Regions from separate parts of the Mus musculus genome. Here region 2 is linked to region 1. The links are chromatin contacts, called in public promoter capture Hi-C maps. All regions are on one chromosome and are shown on one strand. Each heading gives the region's core, a stretch centred on a gene start, on an enhancer-like site or on the middle of the called end of the contact. The rest is flanking DNA. Distances are from core to core; before and after follow the strand shown.

Region 1 (6,946 bases), core at 2,032-4,531:
TTATGTTTAATGTCATAAGGAGGCCCACCAGGTGGGCTGGTGACTTGTTTGTACCTTTGGTGTCACCATTCAGGCATCCCAGAGAGTCTTCTCCACTGTCTGCTTTCCTCTCCTCCCCTCCCTTGTTCTTGGGCGCCCATGTCATCTTGTTCTCCTTCTTGAGGCGCCGGCGCGCGTTGGCGAACCAGGTGGACACCTGGGTGAGGGTCATCTTGGTGATGATGGCCAGCATGATCTTCTCGCCCTTGGTGGGGTACGGGTTCTTGCGGTGCTCGTGGAGCCAGGCCTTCAGTGCGCTGGTGCTCTCCCTTGTGGCATTCTTCCTGCGGCCAGCACTGCTCAATTCCACTCCGCCATACCTGTGGGCAAACAGGGGCTCAGATTCCAGGCGGGGAACCAGAGGCTTGGCCAGCAGAAAGGTCAGGGGCCCGGAAATGTAGTTACACTTCTTCCCCTTCATCCACAGGGATGAGGGATGACCAAAGGAAGCCAGCTACCACTGTCCGAAATTTCTCACCTGTCGTATTGATACTGCCCCAGAGTTGTTTCATAGGGGTAGTAGGCCCCTGGCTGGGTCAGGCTGGGGGCAAAGCTTCCTGCAGCATCCTTGAACTCATACTGAGGATTCTGGTGGGAGAGGAAAAGAAGAGTCAGGACTACACAGGAGAAGGATATAGTTACCCATGTGGGATCAATACCCCAGCACCACCCCCTTGAATTTGCTATGCCATGCTGGGCATAGCTTTTTAATTTCTATGCCTCAGTTTCTCCCTTACTAAGACTGAGGCAAGGAAGGCAGTCATACTGGCAGAGTACTTGGTAGAATCCTAGAAACAGAATAATCAGTGACTGAGTATCAGTACCACAATGGCTGCAGCTTCTGAGTCCCTCACCACATATAGCCCTCCCCAGCATCATCATGGGAGAAATATCCCTGACTCTTGGCATGCATGCTTGTGATTTGGGTAAATTACTTGAACACCTCTGCACCTCAACTACCCACCTGAAAGTCAAGAATCATGTTGATTTACCTACCTTAATGAAGTATAAGAAGTACAAATGTTTCCTAAGCAGTGTGGAGTTCTACAAACTGCAAAGTGCTCTGAACTAGGATTTGTCCTTATTCACTATGCTGTTTCCTCAGCATTGTCTGTCCCATTTAGCTTGTCCCCAGACAAGGTCACAGTAGAGCTCATCTATGCTGATTGTCTATACTCCCAAGTCCCAATATTCGCCAAAGAGTCCCAGGCCCCATTCCATTACTTACCAGTGCGCCACACAGTGTGGGTGGCTCTGGGCCATAGGTCAGGTACCCAGGGTAACTCTGGGCAGCTGCATAGGGTGCTCCATAGATGCCCAAGGCAGCTCCCAGCTCTGGCCGAGCACTGCCCAGCAGCCGACTGTCATAGGGTGTACAGCAAAGAGTAGAGGCAGAGGTGGAGGCTGAGGCCACATCTGACACTGGCCGAGGGGCCGTTTCGCAGCAAGTGGCACTGGAACTTGCAGACACCAGAAACTACAAGAACAGGAAAGGAGTCAGTCATTAAAAGTTTAAAATCTAGAGGGTCCATCGACTGGCTGCAGCCAGAGGAGATTATGCAAGGAAGCTGCCTGATGCCTTTATTCCTTGTTCTACTAACCAAATACCACCAGGTGCAGAATCTCCCTGCTGAGCACTGGCATAGGGATTTCTCGATGACAATTTACCCAAATTGCTCTTATAGATGCCCCCAGGACATTGCTAGGGCTCCGCAGTCCTGGGGAACTTTGGAAATAAGACCAAATCCTTGTCTCTCCCCCTTCTGGGATTCTACAAAGGCAGAATTAAAAGTTAGCCTTCAAGACCATCACCAACATGTCATTCCTGTCCCCACTGTACTAAAAGGGAATCCACTCACGGTCAGAGTAGACCGGTCCAGGATCCCACAGCAGGTCAAAGGTCAACCTGACACTGAGTGCCAAGAGGGGTGTGTGTGTGTGTGTGTGTGTGTGTGTGTGTGTGTGTGTGTGTGTGTGACTATTTTGGAGATAATGGAGAACAGTGATGGGCATTCTCAGACTTCTCCAAGGAAAGCCTCACCACTGCACAACGCCCTGGTTTGGAAACTGGAGGGAAGCTGAAGTAGAGAGCTTAGAAAAGAGTGGGATTTGGGATCGGAGCAGAGGTCAACAAATGAGCAGTGCAGTGCCAATGCGCTGAAGTCCTTTTGTTTTCTCCTGAGAGTACCCTGGCCACCGAATCTGTCCAAGGGTAACCCTGACTACAAGTTCCCTCAGATCCCACCCACCTCGCACACAGAGTGCGTTTCAGGTGGCACTCAAAGAGTGAAAGCTCTCAGACTGGCATCAGGATGTCAGCGGGTGCTGTGGCACATTTCCCGGTCCGTGCTCTTTCTGACTTCCCTTGGGTCAAGGAGAAGAGGAAGCTCGGGGATTACTGGGCATCCCTCTAGCCTGCCTCTGCCACCCCCACCCCCTAACTCTACTCACCTGGGATGTGCTGCCATACGGGTGTCCAAAAGGTGAAAAGGCCATAGCAGGGCGTCTTCAGGGACTTGAGTCCCTCTTTCCTTTCGAGTCCCTTGCTCAGCTCTGTGATTCGATGACCCCAGCAGCGCAGCGCAGCGTCTGGTTTTCTTACAGGGCTGCAGGAGCTGGCCGCCAGTTCGTTGGCAGGAGGGGAGAGACGGGAGGCAGAATCAAAGGCAGAGGGGCTGCCGAGTTCTGCGATTGGTAAGGCACCCCTACGGCCTGTGGGTTCCAGAAGGCAGAGGGGCCCATGGATCGGCGGCAGAATTAGGAAGAAGGAGTAGGGTGCCAAAGGCGCGCAGGGGCAAGGTGAGGTACAGCGCAGCGTCGGGCTGTGAGGTTCCCGAGGTGTCCCAGTCCAAGGTGGCCAGAGGCTCAACGTGACGTCACGGTAATCCCCGGCCGCCAGAGGGGACCGCGGGCCCCGGGGCCCCGGGCCACCGAGTGTGCCAAGGGCAGCCAGCCCGTGTACATGCACGCACTCTCGGATACACTCGTTCTTGCTCTGCGAGGTTTGTGCAACGGGCGAGAAACGTCAAAGACCCTGACCCTCGACTCGCCGCTAGATCCTACCCTCTTTCGCCTGCAGCTCACGCGCGCGCGCGCACACAGACCCTCTCCAAATTCCCCGGGAGAAGTGGGAAATACGCCTCCCGGCGAGCCGTGCGGGCCCAGGGTGCAGCGTGCTCGCCTCCTCCCCTGCGGCCCCCGAGGAGGCAAGAGGCAAGCGGGGCGGCGAGGGAGGAGAGAATACAAAAGAAGAGCCCAGAGGAAACTGGGGGAGGCAGGCAAGGGGGGAGAAAAAGGAGGGAGAGGAGAGCTGAGGAGTCTGATGGCGGGGGTGGGGGGTGGGGGGAGTGGGGTGGGCGAGGGCTGGGAGGAGGCAGAGCCGGAGCAGGTGGAGGAGAGCAGGGGCTCGCAGGACCAGCCTCCAACTACAACCCATCTCCGCCTCTCCTCTGCATCAAAGTTTGTTGGCCCCTCCGTCCCGGGAGCTCTTAGGGTTGGACCAGCTCCAGCAGCTTTGATCAAGCCCCCCGGGCAGCCCATCTGTGTCCTTGGGGATGTGGCTTGGGTCTCAGTTTCCCCAAATCGTTGGCTAATCCCAGCCCTGGCCAGGTCCTTGACCTCTTGGGCGTCTCTGCAGAGGTCTGGCCCTGGGCTAGACCGACGAGCGCCCCCTCCAGATCGAGGTGCAGCCTCTGTAAGAGAGCTCCCATACACGCACCAAGTCTGATCCCTTGCATCTGTAGGCTGCCAGCCAAGAGTCTGGGCCATCTCCGCCAGAGGCCAGGCTTGGCTCCTTCCCGAGTGCCGCCAGCGGTGTCCGCCCCAAGCCCGAAAGCGGGGCGAAGGCTTCACGGCCCCAGGGCTACCTCTGCACTCCTCTTGGGGTGGCGCTGGCGAGCCGTAGAGGAGAGCTCCGGAGGGAGTAGCGCCAGGGACACTCAGCTGGGCCCAATGGTGTAATAAACTCCTTCGCTGGCTTTTCAAAAAAAAGCACCGATGCCTCTGGAAACAGGGGGTTGCTTGCAAGACTTCCGGACAGGGGTGGCCAGTTAGCAAGTGCTATAGATTTTGCACACTTACAGGCTGACACCATTCCGAAGACATGTCTAAGGATCAGGAGGGGCTTGCAGACTGGCGATGAAAGGTCTTAGGTGGCGCTGCTGCGGCACCAGGTGGGGTTTGCAATTCAGAAAGCCTTACCTTTCAGTCGCCCTGTCACAGCGCTAGTGCACTTGACAGGTCTTGGACGGTCCTAGATCTTTACTATACCTCCTCTAGGGGTTCCGGAGTTTGTTCAGGGACAATGTTTTATTTTTCTATTGAAACTCGAGACGGTGTGATCCAGGGGATACTGAGAGCTCTCAGTTCTTGCCAGGAGAAAGAGGCAAGGTTGGGGGCCCAGGCAGGAAGTCCCTCCACAAGTTTGCCTCTGGCCTCTGACTTGGCAAGCCACACCCAGTGACCTCTTTAGAATGGCACTCTAGGCTCAGCATCTGCTCACCTCTCACAGTTTATGTTTAATAGACAAGGAGCTTAAAGAGGGCACAAACCACAGATGAGTCTACAAATCCAGCTGCTGCCACAGGCCATGGTTACCTTGGTGAAACCTTGCTTTTAAACTGGGAGCGTCCTTGTAAGAAAAAGAATTATAGTCGTTGCCAGATTGACGTAGTGGTAAAAAGTCACGGTAATAAATAGATCCCTTGATTTCTCAAAACCCACTTTGGAGCAATCACCCCCTTATAGCTTGGATGTTGCTAAGCTCTCTCCCTCTTTTTTAAAGTGGGAATTGGAAAGGATTCATTAAGTTAGTCCCTTGGGAAAGATTACTACTAATTAATTAATTGCAAACATTTCCAGAGGGAAGGTATGTCAATTGTAAAGTAATAAAATTAGATAGTTGAAATACTTACTCAGCAAATTTGATTGCTTATTCCTCCCTAAGCAGAGGAAAATTTTTTTGACAGACAAATGGGGATGGTGGTGTAAAAAAAAAAAAAAGCATTAGCCCTGTCCCTTGGTGATATTGCAAAGTAGAAACTACCTTATAGGATTTATTGATTTTCCCAGTGATTTATAAGACCTCCGGGGTGTCAATGCTATGTGCAGGGGCTCTGGGCCTACCTCTTGTCTTTGCTCTATGATGTGAGAGAGCCAACAGAATTTGGAAAAGGAAACTCAAAAATTAGTGGGAAAACAAATCGGGAAGAAGAGCTGAGCCCATCACATCATTTTCCTTCTCCTGTACAAGTTGGCAACACACATGCGGAGCATGCTTTCTGTTGAGGCTCTGTTGTCTTCAGAGTTGCCCTACAGCGTGGTGTGGTGGCTTTTAGCTGGATGAATCCTGGGGGGAAAGATTAGCTCTGTCCCTTTTGTATTCACAACTGTGAGAGACCCTGGCTGAATGTATCCTTCCCAGGGGCAGGATGTAAGCCCAGCAACCCACCCCAGCCCCGGCGCTTGGTTGTTAGAATCCATCTTGAAGTATTTTGTGGGATTCCCTGACAATGATTATTATGTGCCTCATGAGAAAACAAAAGCATCAATTTAAGCCAATCTATCTGCCTCTGGCAGAGCCCTCTGGGGCAGGGAAGTCTCTTGGAATGTCTGATTCAGGAATTCTATAGAGTTTGCTTTCGGCTTCCTCTCTCTTTCCGGATTTTCACACCTATAGCCTGGTGCTCTGGGCTCCTCTATCATGTTAGCTTTTCATTGCTTTGCTCAATGATGATTAATTTATTTTTTGGGGGAAAAATCCCCAATTGTATACGGGTGCTCATAGACTCTTATTGAAGCCAGTAAATAAAACCGTCAAATAGAGATGCCCCCCCCCACACCCTGTTATATTGGAGGGAGTCAACAAAACTACTCAATGTCTTTTGAAAAACAACGATATTGGTTCTTTTGTGGTCTTGTACAATGTGTCTGCTGATTTTTCTAGCTGCTCATTAAAACTAATAGGAAGCAAAACTGCACAGAGGCCCGTTTGGACCACAGAGAACGCTAATCCTCAGTGTTCATTTGAAGTTTATATTGCTCCTTGTCAAGCGCACTGATGATCTTGAACAAGTGGAGTAAAAGCTGTGTCTTTGAAAAATAGCTTGAGGAACACCACCTTGAATGGGGATGGGGGGACCAACCAAACCGAGGAAAGCCGAACCATCCTGTAGTGTTTGAGATTTAAAACTGCCCTTGATTTCCCAGCTATTTATACAGATCACCAGAGCTTATGGGGAGGCAAAGAATAACTTCAAATTGCAGATACAGTGAGTGAGTTCAGGCACATAAGGGTAGAGTAGAAACCATGCTAAAATACATTAAAAAAAAAAAAGGATGGTGTATTTTTAGTGACTGTTTTTGAACTGAGAAGAATGAAATTTCCTCCACCCTATGCATGAATGAACAAGTGTATCTGGATAGATGCTGCATCTGGACAGATGCATCCATAATTTATACTGATCAGTCACCGCAGGTCTCCCCGAGTAAAGCCGAAATGAACACTAATTGTTTTGACGGAAGTAGTGTACACAGCATCTGATAGAGAAACACAGTGAGTCCCTGCCTTGCCTGAATACATATTGTGAACAGAAAGGCTGGCATCAGAAGGGGAAGAGAAAAAGGCAGCAATTCCCAGGCGAGGGTGCGGTGCAGCTCCTCTGGAAGGGGCAAAGAGAAAGGATTAACTTCTTAGAGATAGAGTATGAAATGCGCCTGGATTCAGAGAGCGTCGTTTGCCAGCATTGTATCTAGCTTAGTGCTAAAATGGATAGCTTGATAATAGCCTAATTCTTTTGTATTCTGTGAGCTCGGCAGCATTCCTAAGCACCTCTGCCTTTTCTTATTAGAGGCTCCCGAGGAGAACAGCGAGAGACGAGACAAAAGTCCAAGGTGCCACATAGCCAAG
Region 2 (6,946 bases), core at 3,117-5,616, 290 kb before region 1:
CTAAATCTGCCACACTGTGGCCTCAGGCTGTAGAAGGAGTTCTTTTTTTTTTTAACCTTATCCTCCCCTTCATCAATTTCTCTTCCGAATAAATTCTATTTATCTTAGAATTAAGACTTCATCCTATACCTGTGTTAAGTATGTAACCAGTATCATCAAAAATATAAAAATGGCAGCATTTTTATTTTGCCTCTATTATGTGACATTATCCCAAATACTTTATCTATATTGACTAATGTTATCTGGTCCTGTAGAAAGGACCACCCTCCCTATGCTACACAAGGAAATTGGGGCTTAGAGACACCATATGATCACTTCCCTACCAAATACCATACTCTGAGTCAAAGCCAGGTATACTCAAAGGATTCACAGTCACCACAAGATCCAGTGCAGAGCTCTGTCCATGCACAGAGGACAATCCAGAGGTCACTTCCATACATGCGTACTCAGCCACCTGCATATTTGTTCCTTTCCAGAGACCAGCACAGACCCGACCTTGGGTTCAAAGGGAACAATCTGGAACGGACAGCCTGACATCCCAGCAGCTGGTCTTCAGGAAGATGTTCAGACAGGCTGATCTTTGACAGTAATTCATTCATAAAATATTAGCCAGGGGCATAAACTATTGGCAACTTCATCATTTCAAAACATTCTCCAGTCTGGGCCAGTATAAACACTCAGACTTGGAGGTTTCTATGTTAACACTGGCACCAAAGAACACAAAGACCCAGGGCCAGGCTGGCAAAGAACAGGATGATGAAGCCTGGCTTGTATAAATTAAGTATTCAGGGCATTGGGGAGCAATGAATTATTGGGTTATCTCAAATTATGCCCCTTTATACCAGGAATTTTAATGCCTGAGGTCACAGTGAGTGGTGGGATGGGATTTAAACTCAAGTCTTTGGCTTCTGCCAAGATTAAAGAAAAACCTGCCTGCTTACCCATCTCTGGAGCTGAATTCAGAATTATTGAAGGATAATGGGTCCCCACAACGAACAGTATGAGGACTCAGCAGAGATCAAGGTCTGAGGAGGTAGCTGAACATCCCCGGAGCAGGGAGTGAGAGCACTAAATGGGAGCCCTCTGTTCTTCCAGATGATGAACTGGACAATACTACCCTTCCCCAGAGCAACTGCAAACCTCCTAGTCAGCAATGGAAATTCACTGATAGCAGCTCTTCCCCCTCAGCCAAGATTTCCACAGGCCAGTCTCAACTTGCCTCTTACCCTTATCTCTCCTGGCTTGTTCCTCTCCAGAGGAGCCTGTTCCAGGTGGATGCTAAAATGCTGTTTATCCAAGCCCTCCCTGTCCAGAGCAGCTGAGTTCCAACCACAGCTCTCTTCCCCTGAGTCACCACTAAACAGTCCCTCCTTAAACCTCTATAGCAACAGTTGCTCTCCTATCTCTTTCCTATGGCACCCTAATGATGCTGCTTAAAAAGCAGCAACTACCCACTCTGAGCCATGCATCACATAGGCTCTGCATGTGCACTGAAGGATTTAGTCCTTATCCATGTGTGTAACTGAACAAGATGGTTACATATATGAGAAGAGACTAGAGAGTTTGTCCAAAGTCACACATGTTAGAGAAAAGAGCCTGTAACTTCACAGCCAATATTCTTAATGCCTAGGCTGCATGCATGCACGTGCATGTGTGCGTGTGCGTGCACGCACACACACACACACACACACGTGTGTATGTATGTATGTATGTATGTATGTATGTATGTATGTATGATCATCTCCAGCACCTTACTGTGCTAGTTCCTATAATGTTTCTACCATGGTTTGTGAAAATGACCATAAGTCTCTGAGAGATTGGGTTATTTTGTTAATATATTTGTTCAATATAAGTGGGTAGGAATTGTCTACCACATTCCTAGGACTTGAATCTTATTGGGGATTAAACACCAACAGTCTGTGCCCTCAACTTTTCTCAGACTGCTTGGGAAACAGGTCCATAAAAGACAAATTATGGTACAACTCGGGATAGGCCACTCTAGGACGAATATACTCTCGAAAGGGAATGTCAGTCAATTCCAAAGAAAACTTTACATCTGTGACAAATTTGTGGCACGTTGTTCCTGGGCTATCAACTTATCATCCAGCACACAGCAAGTGCTCTTTCCAAAACACAGTAGTGGCCAAGTGGACAGTGTCAATGAGAGCCCTAGAATATCTATTTAGCACATGTGTCAAGTTGTCCACCCGTGTTGCTTCCATTTCAACGGCATATAACAATGGAAAAGACTTAATGTGGCATGGTAGCAAGGACTTCTGGGGACCAATGTCCCAGGCAGACAGAGTGATGGCTCATACATCCAGGTGACCCCTACAAAGCCTAGCATTATGTCCTACACTGAGCTAACCCAGAGAAACATTGTTGATTAATGAACGACTGTCTGATGTCTAGGGACAAGCAGTCTCAGACAGTCACTAAGGACACACAACTTGCCCCAAAGTCTCCCAATTTGTCATTTACTCTTCATCTCCCTGCTTGCTACAAATATAGATTCTACCCTTTTGCTCTTGTTACTATTGGGCCCCGAGGGCTAGAATGCTCCAATCTGCCCGGAGTCTCTGGAGGATCTGCAACCACAGAGTGAGGAAACGTGTCACCTTTGGGTTGTGTGTCCTTTCCTTAGCTTTCTCTCTCCACCCACCAGCATCTACAGATGAGAGCACTGAGCCAGAAGAGTAGAGACAGGAAGCATCCCCCTAGACTCGGGACCTTTGTCTTATCTGGAGTACCCAATGGTGACAGTCTCATATCGGGAAGGGCTCACAGGACTTCTCATCAGCTGGCTCCTCTTCCTTGGTGAGAGCTGATGCTTCTATATGCAACACAACTCAGAGCCACCTGTTCTCTTGGGTGACCACACCCTCTTTACAAATACGGAGTCATGTTTATCCCAAAGCAAGTGTCCAGACAGAACACAGAAATAAAGAACCATGCATCTTGGTTTCTAAGGGCACAAGCCTCCCACGCCCCTAGACCCCTGCCTCCAACTGACTTAAATTCTGAGACAGAATTAATACATGGCAGGGTGACCCAGGGCAGGCCAATACCTTCCTCTAGAAGCTTACACCCCTAGGCTCTGTGCAGGGCACTCTTGAACTTGTATCTGAGTAAAGATGGTGGGGCTGGGGTGCTTTGGCCATGCTAGGCTCCAAGCCCTTCAGAAAGGAGTTTGAGGTTTCTTCCATTGTGCTGGATGTGACCTCTGGGATCCCATTCCAGGGCAGATGGGTAAAATGACAGCTCATCAGGAAGAGGACAAAAGAGCTGTCTGCTGGGTGTCTTTTCTAGGTTCGCATGCGCTGGGCTTCACAACTTGACCAGAGCTTGCAAAGCGGAACAGGACACTCCAGTCTCCCAGGACTCCTGCCTCAAGGCCCAGCTCAGCTCGACATCTAGTGTCCTGATCTCGCAAAGGCTGTGTACACTTACTCCTGTAGCCCACTGGTGATCCAAGGGCTCTCGTTTTATCTAGCCTAGTGTCTGAGTTCCAAGGCTGAGTGCTAGAGTTACCATCATCCTGTGTCCGGCCGGACTATCCCAAACTCTTCTGGAACCCTTTAAAGAACTTACTGATCTCTACTCCCCTTTTCTGTACCGCAGCATTGACTCTGAATTCCTCACCCAACCGGATGCCCTCTATTCTGTCCTTGAGCCCCTGTGCCTACTACTGTTCAAGGTCCTGCCTCTATTTCCCTAACGGAGAACACTCCAATCCTATTTCTAGGTACTCTTAAGAGTTCTTTCCTGCACACTAAATTCGTTCCTGCGTCTCCTCTTCTCCTCCATGTGCATCCCTGCTCCCTCCCCAGCCAACGCCACAAGAACAGGCAGCATCCCAAGTCCAAAAGCCTCAGCCAACCCTGTGCTCACCACCACCATTCTTGTAGCAGAGATAAGGGAACCGCCACACGTTGGCCAGGTCCACAGCGAAGCCCACCACGGACAGCAGGAAATCAATCTTCTTGCCCCAAGTCTCCCGGGGCTGAGCGTCGCTGTCCTGGGACGCCAAGAGGCACTGGACTCCGTTGCGTTCCTTCACCACTAGTAGATCGGCGGTTTTGCAGGGCCTCAGGGGCTGCTCAGGCAGCGGGTCCGCCCCGCCGAGCTCCGGCTGCACCTGCGGATTCATTCGCGCCAGAAGCATGGGTGCGGCTGGAGAGAGGGACTTCGGAGGTTCTGGGGACACACCAAAGTTCTGCTTGTATGAAAGGAGAAAAAGCAGTCAACAAGGCTTGCCGCCCGTTTGCACAAACTGAGACCACCCAGGGGAGCCCAGACGTCAGGATCTTAGGGCTGAGCGGACTCCCAGCTTCCAAGAAAAGGAGCGCCTGAGTTGGGAATTTTTGGAGACTGAGTTGTGACGCGCGTCCGACTGGGACAGAATTTATAGGTGGGGACCTCCTCGGGCCGCCCTGTGGGTCGGGCTAAAGAGCCCACCGAGGTCTACCTGGATCATTCACTTTCTCCCCTCCCCTAAATGCCAAGTTTCCTGCGGGCCCTGAGGGACCAGAGTTGACTCAAGGGCCCTCCCAGCTCCGGGGGGCGCCCTCCGACAGCACTAGGAACCTTCAGGGACACTCTAGAGGGTGCAGCCACTCACGATGTGCCTCGGAGCCGGTCCGCACACTTACCGGTCCCGCGCGCAGAGCGCACTCACGTGGCGGACAGCACGGGGATCCCGGGCTCCAGCCCCGGCTGGGCTCCGCCGCGTGGCACTCAGGCGGGGCCCTGGGAGCGCTGCGGGCACGGGGTGGCCGGCAGGACGCGGGCTGGATGGCTCTGGCCGCGCCAGGAGGAGGCCGACCTGGTAATGTAGCCTGTGCCCCAGGTAACGCGCCTATTGCATTAGCCCCGCGCCCAGCCCGCTCGGTCTGGAGCCTGTTAGCGCTAATGCAGACTGACAGCGTGGCCGGGACTGGCAGAGGCGGGGGCGCAGCTCCCATGGGCTCCGGGGTGGCGGGAGCCGGACTCCCAGGGACTCGCGGGGACCTGGCTTAGCACCATCTCTGACTTTTTTTTTTTTTCTTTTTTGGCAAAAGTAGCGCAGGCAGCTCCCCCAAACACCTGGCTCTGACCTCTGGACAGATGAAGAGAGGGACAGATTCCCAGAATTCGGGTTAAGTCTGTCAAAGGGGGGTTGTAAGGATAGGGGAAGTACCCACCACCCCAGTGACACCAGCGTTGTCATACACCCAGACCACTTAACCTACTTGGTGAGAGTTTTCTCCACCAGCAACAGGGAAACTTGGTGCTTCAGATAAGGATTGTGACTGGTGGCCTGCAGGCTGGGCCTTTGGGGCAGTGTTGTTTGGCGGACTCTGCTGATGGAAAGGTCATAGCCCGAGATTTTATTCCTGGCTCTATTTGCGGCCAGACTGTGACCCTGTTCTTGGAGTCTGTGACCCTGATCTATAAGGCTGAGAACTGATAAATAATCATTCTCAAAAATACCTCCCTAACGCCAAATCACGCCTTTACAGCTTCCCACAAGTGGACAACATCTTCAAAGAGCCCGTTGTTTGGTTCCGGAAACAGGAGCAAGACAGGAAACACATAAATAAATACTTATTCTGGGCGAGAAGATTGGTGCGGTATGGGCCGAAGGCAGGTAAAGCAAAGTAAGGAAATGGATGGGAAAAGCAGGGCTGCAGATTTTTAACAGTACGTTCTATAGTGTTTAAGCGTGGACTTGAGAGTTCTTCTTGTGTCTGAATCCACCCCGCAAGGAGAGCCATGGAGACAGTTCCCAGGTGTTCTCATTCCCATGTGCAGAGAGCTTAGTGACCTCAGAAGAGGAAATTGGGGGAAGCCAAATCAGTAAGGTCAGCAGGCAGGAATGTAGGGAAGACACAAAAGCAGTATGGGAAGACAGGTAAAGCCTAGCCACAGTGTCACTCCACACTTGCAACATTCCAAGCTCAAAGCTACCCCCCCCCCGGGGCACTTATTAGCTCTTGCTTCTGTCTAAAGTTGCTCAGGTCTTAGTGAAGATATTCCTTCTCAGACTCATGCATTTAAAGTTCACCCCCATTCTCTATCAGATCACTGACTTAATTAACTCATCAATTAATTATTACTTAATTATTAATTAACCCCCATCTCCCCTTTAATGGCAGTTGAACCCCAGAAGAACAAAAGCATTGCCTATCTTTTCTAGCTGTGTGTCTCTGGCAGTAGAACTCACTAAACACTATATAAAATGAACATGTGACTAAATGTATAGATGATACAGGGTGGTATTTAAAGAATTTTCACAGACAGGGCCAGCAACACAGGTATCCCATGGAGAAGATACAGAGAGGAGAGGAGGGGACAGAGAGGATGGGAGGTTCACCCTGACCTCTTAGGGACTGATGACAGGAAACAGGAGATTAGGCCAAGGGTGGACCTGAAGATTCAGGATGAGAACTGAAGACCATAGGTTCCCGCTCATCAAGAGTGGTCATCTCAGGACCTCTGTGAGGTTCAAGTGGCCTGATATGTGGGAGGTGTCAGAGCAGAGCTGAAAGGGATGCTGAGTTCTCCTGGTTCCCCAGTTTCTGGTCCCTCCACCTATTATGGATAAAGACACCAGAATCCCTCTGGCTAACCTGTTGTGCCCTGCTCTGTTTCATGCCTGTTCAGCTGGTATTTGATCTCTGGGAATCTTATTCCTAAATGCCTACAAAGCCCCCCAATCCCTCTGCAACCCCAGAGGACCTCCAATTACCCTTCCTGCTCACCTCATTTCCCCGATCTTTCCAGCCACACAATCATCCCCAGTTGCCAAAGAAATTCTTGAAACTCAAGCCCAAGATCATTACCTGAAATCCCACAGATGTTACAGCATGGCTAAATGAACCATAGATGCAGAATAGTCTCCTTTTCTCCTTTAGGACGCTTGGTGTTTATCTGTCACTTTTCTACCATGAGCATTTGATACTTG

What was found. Capture Hi-C pulls out chosen DNA fragments and counts their contacts.
Region 2: a contact with region 1 is called in a promoter capture Hi-C map of pancreatic islet. The contact joins the promoter of Slc6a2 here to the promoter of Irx6 in region 1. A contact is called at or near these places in 5 of 39 promoter capture datasets (embryonic stem cells, hippocampal neurons, liver and 2 more), 4 of 484 Hi-C or Micro-C datasets (all in embryonic stem cells), 3 of 115 datasets of contacts at active chromatin or transcription factors (all in embryonic stem cells) and 2 of 9 other capture datasets (adipose tissue and pancreatic islet).

What each region holds. Positions count from the first base shown.
Region 1 is chr8:92,670,624-92,677,569 of GRCm38.p6, reverse strand. Irx6 (Iroquois homeobox 6) reads right to left here and starts at 3,281. Exons shown (of 6, transcript NM_022428.3): 1 at 2,491-3,281; 2 at 1,268-1,516; 3 at 518-627; 4 at 55-359. The coding sequence starts at 2,535.
Region 2 is chr8:92,958,467-92,965,412 of GRCm38.p6, reverse strand. It overlaps Slc6a2 (solute carrier family 6 (neurotransmitter transporter, noradrenalin), member 2), which reads right to left and starts at 4,366. Exons shown (of 14, transcript NM_009209.3): 1 at 3,892-4,366. The coding sequence starts at 4,165.